Linked DNA regions of Zea mays: region 1 is linked to region 2. Evidence: chromatin contacts called from public Hi-C data. All regions are on one chromosome and are shown on one strand. Each heading gives the region's core, a stretch centred on a gene start, on an enhancer-like site or on the middle of the called end of the contact. The rest is flanking DNA. Distances are from core to core; before and after follow the strand shown. Region 1 holds the start of LOC103632168 (DNA repair protein UVH3). Region 2 holds the start of LOC100216806.

Region 1 (2,700 bases), core at 141-2,640, 200 kb before region 2:
CCGACCCATCTGGGCTGGGACACGCAGCGACAATTTACTCGTCGGTCCAGGGACCCCCGGGGTCGAAACACCGACAAGTACGATCATAAATCTCTTCGTAATTGTATCCCATGATACGACAATGCTCAGCCAAGGAGACAACCACTTTATTCTCCTCCCACTTTCGGTCCTCAAACGCCATTTCCCACAGCTCCAGATCTGATGAGTTGTATCCTTCTAGCAGTTCATCAACATCAGGGTGATCATCAACATCCGAAGGGGGATCAAATAGGTCTCAACTAGGACACTTATGATCCAAATCTTGTTGGCAGACAATAGAAGTCTTCTCGAGCATCTTGCAGACATGGTCCAGGTGGCCAACAACCTTCCCTATCTTGCCCCCCTCAACTTCTGGGATACTAGAACAGATAGAATTAATTGTATGCAACAATGTTGATTGTCTCCTCATCACTTGAATCGCGTATCACAGATAATTCTTGATACTAACATGATACTTCAACTCAACATTGTCTTGTACAAAATCAACATTGTCATGTAAATAACCAAGAAACAAGTACCAGCTACAAGGGAATACAAACAACACGGTGCCATAAATGGCGTCTATGCTAAAAATCAGCCGAACAGGCTGGTTTATTCCGGGCAAGGTACAACAATAATCTATGCAGGGACAATGTTGATTAGTAAAATCTATGCAGGTACAACAATAATCTATGCAGGTACAACAATAATCTATGCAGGTACAACAATACTAGTACAGCACACGTACCCAGGGTAATTAATAAAATGAACAAGAGAGAGAGAGGATAAAAGCAATGGAGTACACGGTTACACTACATGCATACAATAATATATGCAGGGACGAATAAATTATGGAGAAACAAAAGGTCGATCTCTAGAAAATAAATAGTGTGGAGAAATATTATCAAAGCCTCATCACTGACATTAGCATAGACAAAGGTTGAGTTCTTCACTGAATCAACAACTCCTTCAAACTTTTCGCGAGCAATTCCTGCATACTTCACAGCAGCGATTGCCTCTTCTCGGCAATGATGGCGGCCGAATGGGCTTCTGCTGCAGCAACGACAGCTGCTCTGGCGGCGTCGTACGCATCGGCTACAGCTTCAACCGGAGGAACCCGCTCCATTGAAGAGGCGACGACTAGGGTTTCTCCCTGCTAGAAGACAGATCTCGCTGGAAGAGAGAATGGATGGAGGAGTGATGGCAAGGTCACGACGTGACATCGTCGTGCTTAATTGCCGGTCTCTACGCACACAAACCATGTGTTTGGTTTGGTGCAGAGGTTAAGCCTGGCGCACGCGAGCCTGGGCCGCCAGGTACGCCTGATATAATCTTCTCCACACATGCAGCCAAGAGCCTTTTTTTTAGCCTGTGCTGCATGGGCGGATGCAGCCCATGCCCCCTGCATACAGGTTAACAAACAAAAGCTTAGGCTTAGCTAATGCATGCGGAGGATCTGGCCAAGCGCGTCCACATAACCAAACACGCAGAAAGAGATTTTGAGTCTAAATCGTAGATCGTCGAATCCCTCCTCAACGCATTCGTTTCGACGAATCATAATGTGTGTTTTATAATGACAAAAATCTCGCGAGTCGTAGGCTCGTGGTCGTGGGTCGTGGCCCTAGCGACAGGCACAACAGGCCCCTCCGCTCCTGGCCTCCTCCTCGGCGTCGCGTCAACGTTGCGCCTCTCCAGAGTCGCCGGCCGCCGAGGGCACTCTCCACCTCTTCCGTCGGCGCCCGGGAGAAGGAGATGGGAGTTCACGGTCTGTGGGAACTACTGGCTCCGGTTGGGCGACGCGTCTCAGTGGAGACCCTTGCGGGCAAGCGGGTGGCGGTGGACGCGAGCATCTGGATGGTGCAGTTCATGCGGGCGATGCGGGACGACAGCGGCGAGATGGTCCGGGACGCGCACCTCCTAGGGTTCCTCCGTCGCATCTGCAAGCTCCTCTTCCTCCGTGTTCGCCCCGTATTCGTCTTCGATGGCGCCACGCCGGCGCTCAAGCGCCGCACCCTCGCTGCCCGCCGCAGGCACCGTGACGCCGCGCAGGCCAAGGTCCGAAAGACCGCCGAGAAACTCCTGCTCTCCCATGTGAGTCTCTTCTCTCCGTTACCTACCCTTTCTCCCCCTTTTTTTACACGATACGGGTGGTGGTTGTCTGGTTGATTAGAGAAATTTGGATTTTTAGACTCCAAACAATGCTATTCACACTTTTGCTATTCGTAATATTGACAATATGACTCAACATGTCACACTTCCAATGCCATTTTGGACATTTTCCCCGCAATCACGCATAGAAGGACAAAAAAAATCCAAAATGGCATTAAAATCAAGTTGGACATGTTTTGAATCCAATTTTTGCGAAGTCAATGCTACGAACGACAAAAGTGCGAAGCAAATTGTTTGGAGTCCCAAAAAACCAAATTCTCGGTTGATTAGAGGTGGAATACTGGCATCCCGAATCGCTTAGTGCAAAATCATCAATGTTAGGCACAGAGTTTGCAGTGCATCATATTTATAATCGTAGCGCAGAAGGCAGTGTATGTGTATCCTCCACATTCACCCGAATAACCATCATCATGTAACTTTTGTTCCTAACAGAGTATGTTTCTGTCATTTTTCCCAATTAGATATATGCATGTGCGTTGCACCAGAGCCACAAACTTTTACCCATGATTACGA
Region 2 (2,700 bases), core at 103-2,602:
AGAAGGGGATGTCTGGTTCCTGTATATGTATCTTTGACCGAGCAGAGAGCCGAGGCCAAGGTTTGGGGTTTGGACACATACCTGAGCCTGTCCGGTGGAGGAGTTGTCCGAGTCGTAGTGGTTGAAGCAGTGGTAAGTTTGCCAAAAGGCTCTTGGCAATACGTAGAGTATCTGATGTCAGCTCTGCAACTTCTGGTGACGTCGGGTGTCCTTTTATTGATACTATCAAGGCCGAATCCATGCTCGTCGCGAGGTGGAAGTCTTCCCGAGGCCTGGGCGAGGCTGCTCCGGGGCTTGCAGTCGTGCAGGGAACAATTTGAAGGAGTGGCCTTCTGCGGGATTTACAGGTGGTAGTTGGCCGAGACCGAGCTCGGGCGAGGCGGAGCTTACTGCGAGGATGAGGCCGGCTTCGGCCGAGGCGGAGTTTCCTCTCGAGGGTTAGACCGTGCTCTGCGGCATGCGCGTCCCATCCAGAGTTATTTGAACTCTGCAGACGACATGGGGTAGTAGTAGCCGTTATTCCCGGGCATGCGTCATCATAGTCGATGAAAGTGGACGGGATCACGGTCCTGTCGCTCCTGTTTGACATGTCACGTGGGGTAGGTATTTACATTGAATGCTCATGTCTTCGTAGTTCCCGCGACCTTTGACTGAGGGCGGGCTCGAGGTTGTCCTCCTTCCCCGAGAAGGGCTCGGGCGAGGCGAAAGCAACTGTTCTATGAAGAGGGGATCTCGAGCGAGATGAAAATCTCCTCGAGTGCTGCTCTCGCCTGAGGGCAGGCTCAAACGAGACAGAGTTTTGAGCGACCGTCGAGTGGGGTCTCGACGAACCGTGACACATACTTTCTTGACCCCGGAGAATATGTCTCACGATAGTGTAGGAATTTAGCGTGTTTAAAGGTGTAACAGAAGTATAAATTAGCATGTTTGGAATTATCTTTATTTTTATAAATCAGTTTCTTATAAAATATATGTGTTTTTAAACAGATCCTTGGTCAATTAAAAAACGAGAAAAAAACTAGTTGTCTGTACATACTCCTACAACGAATCACGCCACGGCGCAAGGAAGGCTCTGCCTCAAAGCCGTCCATTGACCTTTTCAAAAAAAAAAGTCGTTGATTGACTCGAGTCTTGCCCGTCCCAGACGAGTCAACTTGTCCTCCTTGCGCCTCTCCCTAGGGCCCACCTCGAAGGCGTCCATTGACTCGAGTCTGGCCCGGCCTGGCCCAACCCAGTCAATCGGTCCTGCCCGGCCCCCGCGCGACCCTTACTCCCACCGTCCCACGGCCACGGGCTTGCGGCCAGCTCCCCTCGCCGATCGTTTCCACCAAATCCACCGGTCTTGCGGCCCCATCTTCCGCTCCGACGATCCCGGGGACTTTCCAGTAAGTAGCAGCCTCAAGCACCAATTCGTCTCTCTGCCGAAGTTACCAAGGGCACCCCAGTTCGCCGAGGTGGATCGGTAGCAAAAACCGATACTGGTACGTTGCCATGGAGGCAGTTTGATTTGGTGGACCTAACGGCCTTCCGGATCTCTTGGGAGCCAGAGCGATGGCGCGCGGCGCTCGCTTTCTCCTTGTTCTCGCGTTGCTCGCCGCGCTACTCGCCGTCGTCCTCCAGCTCTACCGCCACAGGAAGCCGGTCTGTCGACTGTTTCTCGTTGCCTTGATGCTTCTCGAAGTTTATGAGCTAGATCTCGCTTATTTTATCTAGTCTGCGGAAGCAGACAAGGCGTTTGCAATCAGTGGCAACCAGTCGTCGCTTAGGCGTGTTCATCGACTAATAGCTTATGTGGTCATATGGAGCAAACACATAGGAATATCGTGTCACATTCTGCAACTTACATAAGTGAGCTCACAGTGATTTGATGCGATGTCTTGTGAACAGTAAAAATGAACTAGTAGCGGTTCGTCTGATTTGTGGGCTGTGGCTCTAGCATGTGACTAACATTGTGCCATTTTTGACCTCTGCAACTGCAAGTTCCCAATACCGTAACACTTATGTGTTCTCTACTACTCGCTCCGTCTCAAATTATAAGACGTTTTGACATTTCTAGGTTCATAACTTTTGCTACGCACTTAGATACATAGTAAAAGTTACTTACCAAGTCTTATTTGTGATGCACAGAGGTTGTGGATGGTGGAAGAGCTATCTGTGTACAATGGAACCAACGAGGAGTTGCCCATATTACTCGCGATTTTGGGGTACTTATGCATTTCCTTGCCTTCATATGCCAACATTTTCTTCCCCTCTGACTTGTTTTAATAGTATGATACTTAATTACCGTGAGAAAAGGGAAGCTTGATATGATAAATAAGTTAAAACTCAAACGCATAGCACACCTTTTTAATACAGTTGATGTTTTCAGTAAATTCCAGTCTATTGTCGTACTGGCTTGGTTTGTGACTTTGTGTGAATGATCTTGGTTTTCATTTGATGCTGCAGCTCAGTGTTTGATGTCACGAAAGGGAGGTCACATTATGGTCCTGGAGGAGGTTATCATCACTTTGCTGGGAGGTTACAGTCTTAGATTTCTAGCGCCTGTTTCAGTTTCATTGTTATGAATTACATGTATGTCGCAGCTTGGTGTTATAATAAATCTAGGAGGATAGGTTTCACATTGCTGATGTTAAAACATCATTCTTTTGACAGGGATGCATCACGAGCATTTGTTTCTGGAAATTTTACAGGTAAGTCTGC

The links. A called contact is a pair of places that touch in the nucleus more often than the background predicts.
Region 1: a contact with region 2 is called in a Hi-C map of leaf, with 3 times the contacts expected there. The contact joins the promoter of LOC103632168 here to the promoter of LOC100216806 in region 2. A contact is called at or near these places in 9 of 25 Hi-C or Micro-C datasets (ear, endosperm, leaf and 3 more).

The regions. Positions count from the first base shown.
Region 1 is chr1:22,124,027-22,126,726 of Zm-B73-REFERENCE-NAM-5.0, reverse strand. LOC103632168 (DNA repair protein UVH3) reads left to right here and starts at 1,390. Exons shown (of 14, transcript XM_008653991.3): 1 at 1,390-2,109. The coding sequence starts at 1,771.
Region 2 is chr1:21,919,506-21,922,205 of Zm-B73-REFERENCE-NAM-5.0, reverse strand. LOC100216806 reads left to right here and starts at 1,352. Exons shown (of 8, transcript NM_001143204.1): 1 at 1,352-1,641; 2 at 2,128-2,204; 3 at 2,446-2,517; 4 at 2,653-2,690. The coding sequence starts at 1,552.